2 separate regions of the Gossypium hirsutum genome follow, and region 1 is linked to region 2. A link is a contact called in public Hi-C data. All regions are on one chromosome and are shown on one strand. Each heading gives the region's core, a stretch centred on a gene start, on an enhancer-like site or on the middle of the called end of the contact. The rest is flanking DNA. Distances are from core to core; before and after follow the strand shown. Region 1 holds the start of LOC107900664 (protein ENHANCED DISEASE RESISTANCE 2). Region 2 holds the start of LOC107900685.

Region 1 (2,700 bases), core at 45-2,544, 290 kb before region 2:
GCATACACTGCAGAAAAGCAAACAGTCAAAAGAAACAGAAAGAATCCTTAAAGAAAAAGAAATAATACTTCTCTGTTTTTCTTTCCCTTAACTGTAAGAATCTACATATATCGAATACTTTTATCAACAAGATGCTCCTGATTTTATATAAAGAATTGCAGCATCGGCTGTTCCATTACTAAAATTAAAATTAAATCCACGGAACTGCATTTAATTTACCGTTCTAAAAGCTACTTTTCTCCCTTCTCCAGTCCAAAAAGAAGGCGAATTAAATCTAAGCGAACCATAAAATACTTCAAAAACATGTTTGATTTCCTAAGAAAAATTAACAACTTTCAAACAAAAATAATTAAAAACCTGACTATCTTGTGGCTTTCTCTTGTAGTAAGCTAGAAGCCGATTTTCGAGCACGAAATATCGCATGTGTATGAAGGATCGTCCGATCTTCCTTCGACCATATCTCACCATCCATCCTTCGTACACCACCTTCGACATTCCTGCCCTCTCAAAATCGACCACCACCAATAGAATTTCCAACTCCTAAGTCCTCTGATATCTCGTCGTCCCTCACTTTATCGTCAAAATCGCGAAAACGGTAATTCCTAATTCTCAAATTTGGAATTGGAAGAGTCTCAGGATTCAATTTCGACAGTGCAGTGAACCCGAGAACCGCAAAAAGAGAAATTTAATTTTGTATACTACGATGAAGCAATAACAAAAAAAAAGCGGCAATAAAAAACAGTTAAATGGAAAGAAGGAACAGCAGTAAGTAGGATCAAGTAAAGTCTTCAGAGGTGAATTGAACTCTATGAAGAAGAAGAAGACGACGACGACGAAGAAGACAATAGAGAGCGAATTTTGAAATCAGAAACAATGAACTGATAATATTTTATTTTAATTTTTTAATATAAATTATTTATATACATACAAAATATGCGAAAATAAAATTAATTTTTAAAAAAACAGGGAAGAGCCTAAGGAGATATCTAACGCGATGGTGCCGGCATCGACGATGGTTGGGAAATAATGAATACAACGATGTAATTCAAAGTGAGGCGACGGTGCAATTGAGGAGACGGACCACGTAAGTGTGGAAAGAAAGGGCGCACGGAACTAGGAAAACGCCACGTGGATGATTATGATTGGGTAAGTGGGGCAAGTATCTTTAGAACCTTGAAGCTTTGCCAAATCTGATAGTAAAGGCGGGGGGCCTGACTTCCATGTTTACTTTCAGTTTCTGGGCAGTATCTGACAATATAAATTCTCAGTTCAAGAAAATAGAAATATGCTTTGGTCCCTGCTGAAGCGGTTAATTACAAAGAAGTCTTATCTCCTAAGCATGATTATGTTATTTAGGTCAAATTCTGCTATTAATCCTTATGCTATTTGTAAATCTCCGCTTTAGTCCTTGTCAAAGGTGAAGCCAGAAAATTTTCCGTCGATATATTTTTATGTAGGTTAAAATGTAATTTCACAATTCTAATTTTTCATATCTTTATAGTTTTTAAATGATTAAATCATAATTTATCATTTTTAGGTCAAAATATAATTTTATCATTTACTAAATTAAAATCTTGTAAAACTTAAAGGGCCAAAGTTAATTTTTTTTAGGGGGTCGGGCCCTACCGTCCCTTGTCACCGCCTTGGTCCATGTAATCTAATTTAGTCAATTTTAGCCTTTATACTTTTTTTATTTTTGCAATTTCAGTCCTAACAACAATAATAGTTAAACTCATTAGGATCAAATTATGTTGTTAGCCTTGCACTATACATTAGTTGTGAATTTACTCCATATTCTTCAATTTGGTTATTTTTAGTTCATATATTTTTCAAATTTTAAAATTTTAATCTTGTCCAAAACAATAATTTTAAATCCATTAACTAAAATGATATAAATTTTTTGTGAATATTATGTGAAAATAATAAGGTGACATGATATTATACATGTGATAATATATTTATTGCATAAGATTTTTATAAAAAGTAATTTTGAACTCCAAATTAGAGTGTAAAAACAGAAGTCTATAACTTACACGTAGTAGATGTTATAATAACCAATAATTGAAATTTGACTTATAAATAAACTTCTTGAAACTAGACTTTTTTAATTCATATTAGTCTTAAATTTTGGTAATTTTTCTCAAATTTATCTCTAAATTTGGGTTAATTAAAGTGTGATGACCAGATATTTTAGAATTGAATCATATCATCACTTAAAATTTTTTAATTTTTTAAAATTATAATTTTACAATAAATTTTTATATTTATATTATTTTTAGATTATATATATTTATAATTTACATGGAAGTACCACATTATCAAATTTTTTAAAAAAAATTCCCAATCCCGAAACTAAAGGATGGAAATTGAAAAAAAAGAAACTAAATTTAAAGATTAGATATTAGTTTAGCCCTAGGAATTTGAATAGACAATATGATGATGCAGCCGCTATCCAAGAACATGTGCTAAACTTGTCATTTTATATAAAGACTCTTTTATTTATTTTCTAGATGAATTTTATATATGGTAGAATTAGGTAGCTTTGTCAAAAAAATTCCTAATAATACTAATAAATAAAGAAAAGTTAAATGGTCCAACATGGCTGAAACACGAGGGAGGGGTGGGTTGCTCTAGTTGTGGTTGAATGAATGAAAATTTAATACAAACATTTAATTCAAATCAACTGTTTGCGAATGAGAA
Region 2 (2,700 bases), core at 64-2,563:
AAAATTGGCTAAATAGACCCATTGACGTGATCGTTAGCAGACGCCACATCAGCACCGTTTGCTAACATGACAATACCACATCATTACTTATCGTTGATGTGATAGTGCCACATTAGAAAAAATAAAAAAATTTTAAAAAATAAAGAATATTTTAAAATTATTTTAAATAATACACAATGAATCTAGACAAATGGTTGTTCAAGTTCATTTGAAAATGGACACCCATATGTCTAGATTCTTTTTAGAATTATAAAAAAAAATTAAAAAAAACTTATAAAATTAAAAAAAATAAAATCTTATTAGAAATTAATTAAAAAATAATTTTTTTATAAAGTTTATAAAAAATAAACTATTAAAAATCACAAAAAAATTAGAAAAAATCATTTATAAATTGTTATAAATTAATTAAAACATAAAATTATATAAAAAATAATTTATTTTTCATAAAGTTTTACAAAAATTATTTTCTCATTTATATTAAATAACTTATATCCAAGTATATCAAACATTGATATTTTTTCTCTCATGTAAACTATTAAAAGTTCTTCTAAAATGTTAGGCCTTATTAATCATCAATGGCTTTTTTAATTAATGATCAATAGCTATACTATAATAAAAATAAGAAAAATATTTTTTTGTAAAATTTTATAAAACATTTAATTCATTTTAATAAGTTTTGTGGTTTTTAATTAATTTCTAACCATTTTGATTAAATATACATTATTAAATTTTTTATAGTTTTTAATAAATTTATTTTTTTATAAATTTGATAAAATTTTATAATTTTTAATTAATTTATAATAATTGTTATAAATGTTCATGATTTTTTTTATAGTTTTTTATGTTTTTTATAATTTCAAAATGAATCTGGACACCAATTTGTCTAAATTCATCGTGAACTTATTTTAAAAAATAATTTTAAGTGTTTTTTATTATTTGAAAATTTTTATTTTTGCACTGCCGTGTCAACCTTTAGTGATGATGTGGAACTGATATGTTAACGGCTAGTGATGATGTGTCACTACCACGTTGGTAAATGGTGATGATGTGGGCGTCTATTAATTGACCATATTATCATTTCCGTTAACAAGTAACTGTCAATATTAGTCGAAGATCTTATTCGATCAATTTTACTAGTTCAAGACTTAACTAGGTGTACAAGGCCTTACTTAAATTTTTTTTGAAAAAATTTGAAGGCCCATTAACCTAAAAGTATTGAACGCTTGAAAAACTACAGCAGGCTTGATTTGATAATTAGAAGGGGAGAGTGGAAAATCATATAATCGATAGGCCCATAAAGAGTGGGTGGGGCAGCCCGATCCGGCAATCCCAAGTCCCGAATCTGGTACTAGATATTAGAAAATTTGGGAATGGAAGTAGAAGAGGACGACGAAATCTGATACTCCTATTTTGGTAATACAACGAATTTATTGAAGGAAGAAAATAGCGAGTGATAGGATGGATGGAATCGGAGAGGAGGGGGGAGGAATAAGGCTGAGAAAGAAGTTCCCCGATGACAACAAGCCTGGCTCTTCCGCCGAAGTTGACTACAAGACAAAAGCCGGCACTGCTTGGAGCCATTCCTATCTCAACCAGAAACCATGGCATCCCCTCTCCTACCCTAACCAACGCCGCAAATGGATCGCTGAGCAGACCCATGCCCAGCGCGTGCGCCGTGCCGACGAAGTCGCTCGCGAGGTTGGTCTTTCTTTTTATTTATTATTCTACCACTCTCTCTCTCTCTCTCTCTCTCTCTCTCTCTCACTTGCCCTAGCACTAAGCATTCTATCTTATACTTTGATGCAGTATGCCCAAGAGCAAGAATTCTTTCGCCAGACGGCTCTAATTTCCAAAAAAGAGAAGGAAAAGGTTTTGAATATGATCCTATCTAAGTGGTTGCCCTTGATTTCTATCTTCATTCTTTTGTGGACTAAATTACCCGAAAACCCTTATTGAATTCCTAGGTGGAGATGATGAAAGCTGTTAGCTTTATGTATGTTCGTCCGCCTGGTTATAATGCTGAAAGTGCCAAAGCGGCCGAGATTGCTGATGAGAGGAAAAAAACTGATCATAACAACGTATCCGATGATCATTCTACCGATGTGCCTTCCACAGCAATGTAATTTTGATTTGAATATAAAACTTTTCATGTGTTTTCCTTGCTTTATTTTAAGCTTATTTTCATATTTGTGAAATGGCTTTCTCAATTTATTAGCTTCATCTTGCAGGCAGCCGGAATCTTTGCCCGGTGGAGTTGCTACTACTAAAGAGAAACGGAAATCAAGACCTAAAGATGTTTTTGGACGTTCTTTACCGACAGAGGAAGAGTTTGAAGTTCTTAAAAATGCTCCACGGTATGTATCAATAGTAGCTTCTGCAATATTAACCAATGGTAAATTGAATATACCTGCATGCACTACCGCACAATCTTGGCTAGTAAACCAAAGAAAATATGATCTACTATGGAGAAAAGCAGACAATTTGATTTGATTTGATTTGATTTGATTTCTATTGCTGAAATAAGCTATTTGATTATTTATTTCCATGGTCACGCTGTGCAAATGAATTTAATTATTGTACTGAGCAATGAAACTGGCTTACTCACATGAGGAAGCTCAAGCTACATCTTTTTAAGGAATGTTAAAACTAACCATCTTATAACAAGGGCAAAATATATTCATCTCATGGTTAAATTATTAT

What was found. Hi-C and Micro-C count contacts between places; a contact is called where the count stands out from the background.
Region 1: a Hi-C map of leaf shows a contact between it and region 2, with 2.2 times the contacts expected there. The contact joins the promoter of LOC107900664 here to the promoter of LOC107900685 in region 2. A contact is called at or near these places in 2 of 34 Hi-C or Micro-C datasets (hypocotyl and leaf).

The regions. Positions count from the first base shown.
Region 1 is chrD08:55,290,508-55,293,207 of Gossypium_hirsutum_v2.1, reverse strand. LOC107900664 (protein ENHANCED DISEASE RESISTANCE 2) reads right to left here and starts at 1,294. Exons shown (of 22, transcript XM_016826333.2): 1 at 358-1,294. The coding sequence starts at 495.
Region 2 is chrD08:54,996,791-54,999,490 of Gossypium_hirsutum_v2.1, reverse strand. It overlaps LOC107900685, which reads left to right and starts at 1,313. Exons shown (of 7, transcript XM_016826368.2): 1 at 1,313-1,698; 2 at 1,807-1,869; 3 at 1,965-2,119; 4 at 2,229-2,354. The coding sequence starts at 1,459.